3 separate regions of the Mus musculus genome follow, and all the other regions are linked to region 1. A link is a contact called in public HiChIP or PLAC-seq data. All regions are on one chromosome and are shown on one strand. Each heading gives the region's core, a stretch centred on a gene start, on an enhancer-like site or on the middle of the called end of the contact. The rest is flanking DNA. Distances are from core to core; before and after follow the strand shown.

Evidence for each region. HiChIP or PLAC-seq counts read pairs in DNA pulled down with a chosen protein or histone mark.
Region 2: an H3K27ac HiChIP or PLAC-seq map of trophoblast stem cells shows a contact between it and region 1, with 52 read pairs. The contact joins two enhancer-like sites. A contact is called at or near these places in 1 of 39 promoter capture datasets (epiblast stem cells), 2 of 15 datasets of contacts at CTCF or cohesin (both in the NIH/3T3 cell line), 13 of 484 Hi-C or Micro-C datasets (3T3-L1-derived adipocytes, the N1E-115 cell line, cerebral cortex and 9 more) and 8 of 115 datasets of contacts at active chromatin or transcription factors (cardiomyocytes, differentiating embryonic stem cells, embryonic fibroblasts and 4 more).
Region 3: a contact with region 1 is called in an H3K27ac HiChIP or PLAC-seq map of trophoblast stem cells, with 69 read pairs. The contact joins the promoter of Dlg5 here to the enhancer-like site in region 1. A contact is called at or near these places in 6 of 39 promoter capture datasets (the 3T3-L1 cell line, cancer-associated fibroblasts, epiblast stem cells and 2 more), 24 of 484 Hi-C or Micro-C datasets (the Patski cell line, cerebral cortex, cortical neurons and 11 more), 19 of 115 datasets of contacts at active chromatin or transcription factors (cardiomyocytes, craniofacial prominence, embryonic fibroblasts and 13 more) and 3 of 9 other capture datasets (adipose tissue, liver and pancreatic islet).

Annotation. Positions count from the first base shown.
Region 1 is chr14:24,204,980-24,209,632 of GRCm38.p6, forward strand. All of the region lies in intron 1 of Dlg5 (discs large MAGUK scaffold protein 5), which reads right to left. Among named protein-coding and RNA genes, the nearest start is that of Gm52143, 4.4 kb to the right of the region's middle. Within about 2 kb of position 1,947, at least 123 of the 459 cell types and tissues checked have an H3K27ac peak or open chromatin away from gene starts, as enhancers often do. A contact at or near this core is called in embryonic fibroblasts, embryonic limb bud, embryonic stem cells and 11 more, where this site is marked.
Region 2 is chr14:24,260,139-24,264,791 of GRCm38.p6, forward strand. No RefSeq gene overlaps it. Among named protein-coding and RNA genes, the nearest start is that of Dlg5, 17 kb to the left of the region's middle. RefSeq lists an enhancer at 1,554-4,371. Within about 2 kb of position 2,788, at least 44 of the 459 cell types and tissues checked have an H3K27ac peak or open chromatin away from gene starts, as enhancers often do. A contact at or near this core is called in trophoblast stem cells, where this site is marked.
Region 3 is chr14:24,243,971-24,248,623 of GRCm38.p6, forward strand. Dlg5 (discs large MAGUK scaffold protein 5) reads right to left here and starts at 1,950. Exons shown (of 32, transcript NM_001163513.1): 1 at 1,177-1,950. The coding sequence starts at 1,480.

The DNA of each region.
Region 1 (4,653 bases), core at 697-3,196:
AATGGAATTACATCATTACCCTTCCATTTCCTCCTTCAACCCTCTCCCCCATGACTCTCCTTCCCATACCTGGCTCTCTTTTTCTTTAATTGGTGGTGGTGGTGGTGGTGGTGGTGGTGTGTATGCACATCGTGCATAAACACAAGCTAATCGATCTGTACAACATTACTTATATGCAAATTTTAAGTCCTCTCTTCTATGGTTGGCACCCTTGAAGTCAAGCACAGCCACATCGCAGACGGCTGTAGTTCCTTTTCTCTATGGGATCAGGAAGGCTGGCCAGCTGCTATATGGTGGATTGTTTTGGAAAAGACACCTACCTGGGAAAGCAGGCACAAATATATGCTCCCAGTCACACCCCCACAAATCTGTGCTCAACTCAACCCAGCCTGGCACTTCTGCCTGTGCTCTGGAAATGCCACTGCCAGAATGGAAGGCTCACTTCTTTCTCTTACTGGCATCAGCACTGTCCCATCTTCCAGTAAAGCAGCCTGCCCCCACCCCCACCCCATCACCACCCCCACCACACACACACACACACACACACACACACACACACACACACATCGCTACCTCCTCCTCCCCATGGCGAATTTCCACTGTTAATTAAGCTTGGCAGATGCACTTTCTCCTCCCTGCCTAGTGTCCTCCCTAGCTGGGGGAGTACATTTCACATTTCTGCAACCAATACATTCTGTTCCTCTTTCCTGTCCCCAAAGTCCTGACTGGGGTATGAGGCCTTCCCGGGGGCAGAGTGACATCTTTATTTGAATCTCTGGGCATCATCCTGGCCCCTCAGCACAGGCAGCTGGCAGGGTTCCTGGCCTGTGAATTGATTAAGACTGAACAAGGCCCGATTTTAACGATGTTCTTAGAGCCCTGGACGTCATTAGGGGGAAAGGACCCAAAGAAGACACTGTCTGAGCAGTGTTTTGTCTTTGTAACTATTGTCTTTAAGGCCCTGTGTGCTCAGGACTGTTAGCAGAAGGCTGAAGAGGTAGCCCCCTCCCCCTCCCACACACACACACATACAAATTATACCGTATCTTTTCAAAGCTGATAGCTTCCTGAGGGGCAATTGTCTGGTGTCTTCTCCCTCTGGGGTTTTACAAGAGTCCCACCTCAGCCCAGTATACTCAGATGTCCTGTCTAGCCTGTCTGTCTACAATGGCCATAAGAATGTGACAATTTCTCAAATCCCCAGAAGGGACTACTGCAGGTAACTGAAGCCTAAGGTACCCTAGAAAGCTTCTGTGATGATGGACCATGCTTTGTTCAGAAGCCCAGACCACCAGACACAGAAGAACAGCCAGTTTCCCTCACAGCCTGTGAGATCCTAAGCAGACCGGACATTCCCACAGGAGACAAGCTTGTGGTCAGCTTCAGATGGCTTGACTGTCACCTATGTGGGTTGTCTGCCCTCTGAGGAATTGCTTGAGGACCTGGTTAAATGGTAAATCAAGAGAGGACCTGTCACCACATTCCTAAGAAGGCCCAGGGACTTGTGGACACAGACTAGTAGTGCAGGCACCAAGGACAGGAAGCACGGCTAGCAGGGAGACGAGCCAGAGTGGGGCTGTGGATGGAAGTTTCCACAGAAGCCCTGGGGGAGTAGGTACCTCTGAGAGACAGCTGACCTAGAGACACGAGGTAACTGACCCCCCCCCGACCCCCCCCCGATCCCCCCCCCGACCCCCCCCCCCCGCCGCTGCCCCCAAGCATAATCTACATCCTTTAGAAGAGCTCAGGCCTGCTAATTCTGTTTACTGTGTGACTCAGTCCTCCTGGGTCACCAAGACTTCAAAAGAAGTTCCAGAACTCTGGTGATAAGGGAACAACCCAGACTCCCAGGCCCCTTTCAGCAGCCTGCAAGGCCAGGGAGTGTCTCATCACCCACCCCTCCAGTCACCTGGAATTGTAAAGGGCTGGGTGACTCACGCTTGCACCATGGAAACTCAAAACAGCTGAACTAGCATGCCGAGGTCCGTGGTCACCAGGCATCCTGAGACAGCACGGCCGCAGACAGGCTAGCCCCTACCACTCAACCACCGGCAAGTGGGCTCCAAGGCCCAAGACAGCAGGTATCAGCAGCAGATGCCTGCCCCACCCTGCTCTCCTCCTCCCACTCACACCTGAGGAACTACAACCCACACGTCTGATGACTCCCAGACTCACACGTGTCTCTTCAGGGCACTGGGTCAGGTGAGAGGAACCAGGCTGGGACGCTCCAGAGGCTGCACACCTGCTCGGAGGCTTAAGAGAGTCCTTCCCATCTGAGCCTCTAGGCCAAAGGGGATGGAGTGACTGGAGCTCCCTGGGGCTTATCTCCCCAAATCCACCCGTACCTCGCCCATACCCTCAGGCTCTCTGTGTGTCTATATGTTTACTGTATCGTGGGGATGCTTTCCTCGAGAAAGTCCTGCGAGGATCAACTGAATTGCTCCACAGAGATTGTCTAAAACACCTAACAGAGCCAGCCCCAAGCACGAGCTGCCGAACCTAGATTCTGGTGAGCCAGCCTGCAGCAGGCCCTTCCTACCCCGCCCTTCTCCACGCCGGCAATACCTAAAGGGAAGGCTGCGACAGTGATGAAGTCACAGTCCATAAAGAGACTGCAGACTGCGCGGCACTCTCTAATGGTTGATGATAGCAGTTAATGGGTCTTCCGCCTGCTAAGTGCTAGGACTGCGCATGCTTTGGGTCACACTGTAGACATGGCTTCAGTTAACATCCACAGTGACCCTGTAGTTCTCATTAGGTTCATTTTACAGGGGAAGAAACAGAAGCTCTCAGTTATTTGACTTGTTTAAGGTAAAGAGGACATATTCTACACATGCTACCCTGTGAGTCTGGGCTCTTGGGGCTCTGAGGAGGCAGAACGTCTTAGAGAAGAATAAAGAACATGGAGCAGTCCTCACTGGTGAGCCTCTCTCCCTCCCTGACTGTGGAGATAAGGACGGTGAGGGTGGTGAGAGTCTCTGTTTGCTGCTCACCTCCTGTGGTGTTAGACTAGGGAAGTCGCCTAAAGCACTGTACTGAGGGCAGCCCCTGTTCCAAGTTGTACATACTGAGACCCAACACTGTAGGCGGACAAAGCTCAGGCATTTCAGCAAACAAGAGAGGTGGCCACAGGATGCAGTACACACAGACTAAGGCATGTCAGTCAGTCAAGGGAGCCCTACCTGCCCCACACAGCTTAGGGGTTCCTCTGAGGGTGCAAAGATGCTGACCACCTCTGTGCACAGCAGCTGGTGATTCAGACCACACTTGATTTGTCCTCTATGTGCACAACTCACCCAAAACAACACATGAGGCTAGCACATGAGGATTTGATGCAGGTTCTCCACCCTCAGAGGTGACACTATAGTGTTCTTTGCAAAGTCTGAGGACAGGTACCTTCAACTTGGATAAGCAAAGCAACAGTGCTTATCTCTCCCCTTTTGGGGTCATCAAAAGGACAACAAATCTAACTTGCAAAGGTGGTAGGTAGCTTGTCCACTGCCCAGGCCATGGGAGCATGCCCCTGTGTGGTGGGCAGTGGCATGGGGGGAGGGGGGGTGGAATAAGAACACAGTGTGCCTGAAGCTGTGTACTGTACTGTTGAATCTGGAAGACAGGACTCCAGAAAACTCAGAGGCCAGGCTTGCCTCTCTAAGTCCTCTCCAATGTAGAACCCATGACATGAAACAGTGGAGAAAAGCAAGCAAGCAAAGTCAGAATTAATGGAGACACACAACCGTCTGCTTGCTCCTAGTTAGCCTGGTAGAGATGGGATGTTTGGTGTTTGTTTTTATCTGGATGAAAGGTCCCCCACCAACAGAAGGCTGAGGACAGACACCACAGGCAAGTGCCTGGGAACACTAACTCCTTTCAGAGAGGCTGAGCTCTATGTGGGAGGTGAAGAGAAAGGTGTAAAGCTGTCAATCAACACCAGGTAAGGACAACCTGTAATACTGCCTTCCACTGTGAACACTAGCCTGGTTTCCTGCCGTCATTCTTGATTGGGATAAGTGGCATATTTGCACCCAAAAGGTACTAGAGGTTCAAGGCAGGGTCTTGAGACTTGGCCAGAAGAGGGTAGACCACCATTATGCCCCAGTTGGGCATGGGGGAGCATGGGGGCACACAGGGTGTGGGAAGTAGGTCATGGGTCAGGTGTAAAAAGTCAAGAATTCATTAGTGATGACTACAGCCGCATCTGACCAGGGCCTGCAACTGGAGGAGACTAACCACAGCACCACTGCTGTGTCCTGCGTCAGGTGGGGAGTGACAGCCTAGTCACCCCAGGCTCCAGTCCATATTATTAATGTTTAATAATGATCAATGTCTTGAAATAAACTATCTTAGAGCTCCAGGAGCCTCACAGAAAGGATGATGATCCTTGGCCAGCTCCGCACCCAGACTAGTCTCAGCTCCCATGCCCACCAAGAGAAGAGGACACCTCCCTGGGTCTCTGGCCTGCCTGTCCCACAGACTCCACTGCCTTCCTTCATCACACGATGTCAAGTGGCTGAGGATCTGCCCACTGTGTGTTCCATTGTGTAGCCCAAAGTCAGCTGCTCTCATATTCTTCCCTGCCTAAAGAATATTGCGTGATAAGAGGAGTCAATGAGTAAGAGTTCAGAATGGCAGCAGCCTTTGAACAGCTGGGCA
Region 2 (4,653 bases), core at 1,538-4,037, 56 kb after region 1:
TCTTCTCTTCTCTTCTCTTCTCTTCTCTTCTCTTCTCTTCTCTTCTCTTCTCTTCTCTTCTCCCCTCTTCTCCCCTCCCCTCCCCTCCCCTCCCCTCCCCTCCTCTCCCCTCCTCTCCCTCTCCCTTTCTCCCTCCTCTCCCTCCCCTCCCCTCCCCTCCTCTCCCTCTCCCCTCCCCTCTCCCCTCCCTCTCTCTCTCTCTCTCTCTCTCTCTCTCTCTCTCTCTCTCTCTCTCCCTCCCTCCCTCCCTCCCTCCCTCCCTCTCCCCTTCATCCTAAGTAAATTTGATTGTAGGACTGCACAAGATCAGGCCAGGGCTACTTTTAGAGCCTGGATTTCAGCTCCACTCTTGCCAACCTCCTTTTCCAGTCTTTGTTTGGCTTTCTAGGTCTGGCCTTTTCTCTCTGGCCTTTCCTAAGAACCCCGCCTACCACCTCTTTGACACATAAGCACCACTTCAGAGACCTAGGCAGGGTAGCCACACATCTAGGCCAGGTACACATTCACACGTTACTGAAAGAAATCTGAAGTCCTTGCCACAAAGACCATCCAAGGCTCCCAGCTACTGAACCACGACTGAGCTCAGCTTGCCCGTGTAAGATACTTTGTCATCAAACCAAACCTGCCTAAGCTTCACCTGCAACCACTGTCCAAAAAGAACCAAGATATATAACAAGGACAAAATCATTTTAATAATAGGAAAATTTTACCAGACATATGATGTCTATTTTGAGCCTTTTCTTGTATTCACTTCTCTGTCATTTATTCTTCTCTGCACTCTCATGACTCTGGCATTTCTATTATCCTTTACAGCTGTAGAAATTGAGGCCCATAGAGGTCAAAGATGTCTTCCCCAGCACCAGAAAGCTGCTAAGTATGAGAAGCAGAAATCTCTGGTCTGGCCAGGTCTGCTCATTTTTCCACAGCTCCACTCCATTTCTCCCATGACCCACACTTCTGCCTGTTTCTTTCTGCTCCTGACTATCTCTGTCCCTATTTACAGCACTTTATACCAAGCTTTCCACAGATTGTCATTGGTGACCCATGATGTCCAGATATGTCATGGCCTGCCCTTCCTCTCTGCCCAGGATAATGTGGGTAAGATGAGGGAAGGAGATATGGCTTCTGTTGTTAAAGGATTAGGGACTGGGGATATAGCTGGGTTTGGTTATCTTCCTCCCAAGAAAGCAGAAGCCACTTTCTCCCTTTTCTTCCAAGAGGAATTATCTTTTGTACTCTCCCTATGTGTTTTTGAGACAGGTTCTAATTTTCAATTTGAGATCCTCTTGTCTTAACCTCCCAAGTGCAGAGATTGCAGACCCCCCCCCCCCTCCAAACCATAGTTGCCATCTTAATGGAAGTGAGGAGGTGCACTCCTTAAAATTCATCCTAAACTGAGCCTAGTTCCCGGTGTGCCAGAGAATTTATGGTGTGAATGTAATCAATAGTGAAGGAATCAATAGTTGGATCGGCTTTGCTTCCCAGGGTTTATTCAGTTAAGGAAATCTCTGAGAGGTTCGCATCTTGTCCTGAGTCAAGAACTTGAACTGTTGGATTGCCAAGCTGCTACTCCTGATGGTTTTCCTCTGCTGCTCCGGGGGTTCAGTTCCACCCACTGGGTGCTCAGTCCTCATTGTGAGCGGCTCCTCCCAAGGTTGAAGTTATCTGTTGCTTAGAGTCACCTCCCCAGCCTGATTCCACTCTCCACCAGGTGATCAAACCCTAAGCCTGTTTGCATGTAACGCCAGTGATCTAGCTCATAATGGCCTGACAGTTACTCTGGGGGGCCAGGTTCAAGGCAGCAGCTTAGTCAGCTCTTCCCTTCCCTGCCTTGTGCTCACCCATGGAGCAATACTTGCAGGCCAGATTGCAAGCTGAGCCTAGCAGAGCCCTGGTCTGAAGAGTTCCTCCTGGATGGCTGCAGGCTACCGCTAGGCTGAGTCACCTCCTCACCTTAATTCTCTTCTGATACCTTTCCTTTCTCTCCAGCTTTACTTGGCACCGTTTGGGTGTGGACTGTCTGTGGAAGCACGGGTGGGTCAGCTGAGCTGTCTGCCCAGCTCTCACACACAGGGCTGGATGCAGAGGCCAAAGGAGAGACAGGTTTGTTCTGCTGCCCCTGAAGCTTGCCTCCTAACACCCTCGGCAGGCTGGCTCTCTGTGAATGCGAATCCAGCTCAGGGCTTTGAAGCAAGAGTGGGTGGGGGCTGTGGAGCAGGTGCAATGCAGGGTGGAGTCTCAGGTAGAGATGAAGTGGACAGAGCCCATGGTGACTTTGGGTTCCAGGAGCTGCAGACTCACCTTGGTGCAGGAAGCGCCCCCTCTTCGATCCCTGAAACAAAAGAACTGACCCCAGAAGGCCAAGTCTGAAGTCACGTCCTGTGTGACAGTGCTATGGTGGGAATATAGTTGCCCCCAAATGCTGACTTACTAAGAGAGTCTGAGAAGCTAGAGTCATCTGTGAGATGACCGTGGCTCGCTGTGGACAGTGTTTCCACACTCCTGAAATTGAGCTCACTTCTGCCATGTGAGATTGGTTTGAGGAGACAACATAGTCAACATGATAAATGATCACCAGCCACATTTGTAAGAACAGTTAATATTGCACACCGTGGTGAAATAAATCCAAATGCAAGACAAAGCACTTAGAGTAAACCCTCCCCTTCCCCTGGGGGCCACCTCTGCCACCCATGCTTGTCCTTCCTCCCTGAGCTCTGCTGTGCTTGTTCTAGCAGTTCTGCATCAAGTGGAATGGTGCTTGTGGAAATCAGGAACTCTCCTGCCTCTCTAAGCTGCTTTCTTTCCCTTGGCCCCCATGCCTCCCTCCTCCTGTCAGAGTGCAGATCACAGGGCTCCCTTATGTGTTCAGCACCCCCCTTACCAAGCCCCTCCACCTGGTAATGATTTCCTATGGAGTCTCCCAGGTGTCTCCATGGGGACATTTCCTGCTCCAATCTCCATGGCAACTCTTCAGGTTGCCATGGTGACGCTTAAGTGATTATTTGGAGACCCTTAAATAAATCACCCATAGTGGTATATGCTAGAAGCATTTGGCTCTGGTTCTTGTGTTGGGGGCCAGGATTGGGGCCCAGGCTTGCAGGCAGAAACTGGAGGGAGGAGGGGTCACAGCCTGTTTTCCTGAATCTAGCGCTATGAAGCACTCTCTCTGGCACAATTGTAATGGGGTCTTTTGTGAGATAGTTCAAGGACAAGAGGTCTCTGGTTTGTGTAGACCGTGAATAGGACGATTCTGCGGCAAAGTGGGCACCTGAGTCTGATCAGGATGACAGGCACTGTCATAGGAACCTCAAATTACGAGAGAGGAAGGTCTGGGCTCCAGACCTTTACTCTTTGATGCTTAAGTCAGAGGGAGTTGGGTCTTGAATTCACTTTCTTCTGTATATTTTGTGTGTTTTTAATTTTGGTGCTAAGGATGTAACCCTTAGATGTGTTCTATAACAGAGGCATGACTCCAGCCTAACTGATTTTTTATGAGTAATTTTGGTTTATTTTTACAAATTATTATTCTCTGTATGTGCACAAGTGGAGGTCAAAAGACAATTTTGTGGGGTCAATTGTTTTCCCTGCATGTTTATGTAAATTCTGTGGCTTGAACTTAGGGGTTCAGGTTTGTGCAGCAAGCCTTTACCCACTGAGCCATTTCATAAGCCCGTGGCTTGTATTCTTTTATCCTTTTTTCCTTTTTAAATATTTATTATTTTATGCATATGGGTGCTTTGCCAGCAGGTATGTTTGTACACCACATATGTGCCTGGAAAGGCTGGAAGAAGGTGTTGGATACCCTGAGAGTGGAGTTTTAGACAGCGGCGAGCCTCCATATGATTGCCTGGAATTGAATACTGGTTCTCTACAAGAACAGCGAGTGCTCTTAACTACTGAGTCAGTTCTCAAGCCCCCTTCTTGGCTTTGTTTCTTTTTCAACACAGTGTCTTAAGTGTATTATCTGGCTGTTCTGGAACTTGCTCTGTAGACCAGGGTAGCCTCAAATTCACAGAGATTTGCCTGCCTCTGTTTTTTGAGTGCTTGAATGAAAGACTTTTACCATCAAGCCTGGCTTGGTCTTGCACTTTTTAAGTGTTTATGGTTCACTCTGCTTCGGGCTAGTATTGAAAATGAACTCTATGCAACACATCAAACCTCACATTGCTTATGTCTCCCTGGGGAGACAGACAGCTAGCAAATGAAACTCCATTGTCATGGCTAGAGGGCTAAAGATGGCTAGATCAGCTATAGTCTGCAATGACACCAGTGCTGGGAGGCCTGTGTCACAGTCATGGTCACAGTCATGGTAATGGGCTCAAGAACATTCCAGAGAGGGAGGAGGGGAGGTAGGAATTGGCCAAGACTCGATGCTGAGCAGTAATGACCAGCATGTGTTTGCTGACGCACACACAGAGACTTCTGCCTCTGAGAGACTCCTGGGGCCTGCAGAGTAGTCACTAGAACTTGAGACTTGACATTCTGGTCTAGGTCCATTTCTGCTGGACCAGTGGGTTTATTGTCAAAGTGACAAATTCATATCTGCCAGGTAGTATTTCACAGATGGCTGAATGAGTCGCTGATACATTTGTTCATTGCAGGCTAGCTAGAGAATGTCATTGTTGTTTAAAGTGTGTGTGTTTGTGTGTGTGT
Region 3 (4,653 bases), core at 700-3,199, 39 kb after region 1:
TCACTGGTCTTTTACATGTGTCTTGATTGATTTTATTATGTATATTGATTCAACTTAAAACAAGGGCAAGACACACTTGCTGTCTCCAGGCTCTGAATATGTTTTTTTTTTAAGCAATAGACAATAATTCAAAACTCTTAGCATTCAATCCGTTAAACATTTTAACCTCTGCAGGCCAGTTTTCTCTCTGGCAAAGCAGGAATACTGGATAGTTCACATGCTGTTAACAGCGATTAAATGTGATAAGGTAGAGTTCCTGCCACAACAGACACCATACATGCCAGCCCTCATCCTTTCTCTGTACTATGCCTTCTTCCTTGTCGAGGAGGCTGGCTTCTCTCTCCACAGCCCAGTCAGGACAAGCCTACCACTAGTCGCAAACTCCAGCAGCACCCCTCCCCCTACACACACTTACAACTCAGTCACTTCCAAGAGCAAGAACACAGGGGTTCCAAAGGGCACCACTCAGAGGTGCTCAGCTCTCCTCCACCGGGAACTCAGAACTCTCCGGGAGGGAACCGAGCCACAGCAACCACTACTAAGATTTTCCCATGGTGCAATGCAACTTCCTCAACTTTTCCGGGCCCACAATTTCCAAAGAAACCGGGGAAGGCGGTGTGCATAATTCACAGCAAATCTGGGCGAGTTAGGAGACTGAGGTCCAGGGGACGAGAAGGAAACGGGCACGGACACAAAGTGAAAAGACACGAGTGACCTAAAGAGGGTTGCAGGGATCAGAACTTAGGGGATCTTCCCCTGGCCTATATTCCCTTCCTGCGGATTGCAACCCAGGGCTCCCGAAGGGCTAGCCGACCGTGAGAAGCTTAGAAAGGGGGCTGACCGACATCCTTCCGAGGTGTCTTCCGACCTCCGCCCCGCCACCAGACCTGGTGGCTTCCGGAGGACTCTGCAGCAGTAGCAACAAGGAGAGGAAAGACAAGGCTTTCGGTGAGGGGGTTATTGTTCCCAGAAAACCGCAGAACAGAGGCAGGAGGTGTGAATGAGGTTCCAGGCATCCGTCCCTCCCCGGGTAGGATAAGAGAGAAGGTGTCACCCGCGCCATACAGGTAGAGCGGTGGCTGCGACCTGAGCCTCGGCCCCCCCAACCCCCTTGGTGAGCTGCAGAGAGAAGGGGTGGCCGGAGGGCAGGAGGGGCCGCGCGGGACTGCCACTCACCCGCGCCCTCTGTAGACTGCGGCGGCCCGACGACGCCGTTCAGGTAGAGAATAGGCAGCAGGTGAGGCTGAGTCTTCTCCAGGGCGGCGCGCAGGTCCTGGAAGTGGTCCTGCTCCTTGGCCAGGAGGAGCTGGAGCAGCAGCTCCGCCTTGGCGCCTCCCGCCTCCTCGTCCAGCTGCCGCCGCTCGCCGGGGCTCAGCGCTCCTGCTGCCTCCAGCAGCCCAAGCACGGCCTCCACCTCGGTCATGGCCTGGGCCAGGCTCTGCTGACACTGGGCGAGCAGCTCCCGGCGCTGCGGCTCCATGGTGGCGGCCCGCGCCGCCCCGCCCCGCCCCGCCGGACGGCGCCGGGGCTTCCCGAGGCCGGCGGGCTGCACGCCGAACTGGGCGGCAGCCTAGCGCGCCGGGAGTCGCGAGGCGGCGGGGCCCATGGGCCGGGGCCTGCGAGCCTCGGGGCCGGGACGATCGGGCAGCTCTCAACGGCCGCCTCCCGGGCTCCGGGGCGCAGCCATGTTGGCTACGGCGGCGGCGGGACTGGAAGAGGAGGAGGAGACGGAGGAGGAGAAGGAGGAGGCGGAGGTGGGGACGGCGGCCGGGGCGCGCCCCGAGGCCTCGCAGCAGCCAGGCATGCCCCCTCCAGCTCCGCCTCCGCGCCCACCGCCCCGCCGCACACTGCGATCGCCGCGGGGGGAATTGTCGCCGGGCGCCCGACGGCTCCGGCCCGGCTCCCCCGAGCTCCCACACCGCCGCCTGCACAGCCGCGGTCCGCCCCTCTGGCCTCTCTCCTCCCCGGCCCGCCTTCGGCCTGGAGGAGGTAGCAGGCAACTGAAACACTGGGCGAAGGGGAAGGGTCCGGACCCCACCGGCCCTTAGTCCACAAGGTACTGAGAGAAACTGCTCCTACCCTGTTCACATACTGCCCCTAGTCCAGAGTCTTCTAAGAATTCTAAAACAAACCAAGGACACAATGCAAAACCCTCCCCCACTTGGTCATTTCCAATTTAAAGACCTCTCCAGAACTTGTCCCCATTCCAAGATTTTCTTAGAAAATCTCCCAATAAAACCCCCTAACCTGCCTCACAGTTAATAGCATCCTGCACACCTGTATCAGAGCTCCAGAGTCAAAGGCAGTGGATGTTTGCAGGACCTGGGTGTGCATAAGGAGTGTTTGCTGTGGGCTCTTGGAGATTTCTGTCAAGAAAAGTGCTCCTTGGTGTCGCCCCAAGATCATAGCAAATCACAGAGTTACCTTGCTTCCCATAATGACTTCAGCTCAAGACCGTCTACCTTCTCCGACAGTTCTCTTCTTCTTCTTCTTCTTCTTCTTCTTCTTCTTCTTCTTCTTCTTCTTCTTCTTCTTCTTCTTCTTCTTCCTCCTCCTCCTCCTCCTCCTCCTCCTCCTCCTCCTTCTTCCTCTCTCTCTCTCTCTCTCTCTCTCTCTCTCTCTCTCTCTCTCTCTCTCTTTCTCTCTCTCTACAATTGCATACCTGGAACGGAATCTGCATCCCAGGGAAGAAGACTGCAAAGTTCTGCGTTCCAACGGCTGGCTTACTTTCTAAGGCCGGCCAAGAACTCTTTCGATGGCACCGTTACCAAAGCAAAGACATCTCAAATGTCCTTCTTTGACAGAAGCCAGAAGCCATGTTTGTTTATAGAAACAAACTCTGAATAGTGATTAGACCAAGAAGACCCTCAGAATGATGGTGGACGATGTCAGAATGATGGTGGAAGAGAACCAATTACATTCCCTCACCTAGTATTTTTCAGGAGAAGGGGGATGAGAAGAGCATCAAACCAGGGGTTCTCAGCTGTAGCTTCATGAGCAAGTTCAGCAGGGTCTGTGTGGCGCTGAAACAATCTCAACACTATTGTGAACGTGTGTTTTCTGGGCTGGGTTTGATAGCTTTATCATTTTTTAAGGCTTCTATAACCCAACATGGATTCCAATATGCTGGAGCAAAACCATTTGAAGATCCCTCTCTGATCAGATAGCCTGGGCTTCTGTGACCAAGAAGATGACCTAATTATATTCTGTTGCTCTGGCAAATACCATGACCAAAAGCAATTTGGGAAAGAAAGTATGTATTTTAACTTAACACTTCCAGGTCACTGTCCCATTGCTGAGAGAAGTCAAGATAGGAATTCTCACTTAGAGCCAAGGGAGTATATAGCAGGATCCACTGAGGATGGGGCATGCTGACACCCTTGCCAGGCTCATGCACCAGCTAGCTTCCTAATATAGCCCATGACCACTTGCCCAGGGAATGGTACTACCCGCAGTAGGCTGAGCTGTCCTGCCCAGTTCTCTCTGAAGACATGCTCATATCACAGATCTGTCCATAGAGCAATGTTATAAAAAGACAATGACTCCCCTGAATCCTTTTTTTTTTTTTCAGATGATTCAGGCTGTGTCAGGTCGACAGCTAATTCTTTCTAGAACACAAGGATTTAGGGGAATGGAGGCTGGCTGTTATCATGGTGCCATAGTTTTGCAGAGTCCCTGGACCCTTCCTCGATCCCCTGCCCCTAAGACACCTTCTCTCTGGCTGGCCATTATTTCATCTGAGAGCAGCCACAGATCCTAACTCATCCCTGAGGGCCCATCTCAGTTCTTGTTTGGATTAGCAGACATCTGGGTGAAGAAGGGAAGTGGGGGGAGGAATGAAAATTGGACACCAATCTTTTTATGATTAGAGAACAAACTGGCAGCTCCATGACCAAAGACAGAAGAGCCATCGTCTCCCAGTAACTCTCGAAGGACAGTGAAGGGATTTGGAGTTTGTTCCAGGAAGCCTTTCTAAGAATCAGTGAGGAAGCATTTGAAAAGAGCACTTACTTCTAGGGGCTGGGCAGTGGTACACACTGCTTTTGTTGAATCCCTTATAAGATTCTCTTGAGGCCTATGTGAAACATAAATTCTAGATGAGAGAGTCTGTGGACATAATGGTTTAGAGTTGTTTTAACCAATAACCTTGGCATAAACTCCTTTCTGTAGCTTTCCCCTCCCTAGAAACCGTGTCTGGATAGGCATAGTGAAATTAAATGAGGTCATTGGAGGAGGCTGGTGTGCTTATGAGAAGAGGGAGACTGCTGGGCTGGCTCAGGGGGCAAAGGCAGTTGCTGGATGACCGGAGATGGATTCCCAGAAACTGCATGGTAGAAGGAGAGAACCATCTCTCATAAGCTATTCCCTAACCTCCACATAAATGTGTGCCACACGCACACAGAACCCCGCCCCCGCCCACACACATACAAATGCATATTTTGTACAGGAAGGAAGTTTTGTGCTGGGAGAAGGTACTTACTGCACAAGTCTTGACAACTTGAGATCAGATTAGTAATGACAGACCCAATAGCACATGGCTATAATTTCAGACAAGAGGTAAAATGAGAGAATTGCCAGAGGTCAAGGGCAATTGAGCTAACCTGGGGTGCACAGTATAGCAACAAACAATATGAGAGGTCCTGCCTCAAGGAG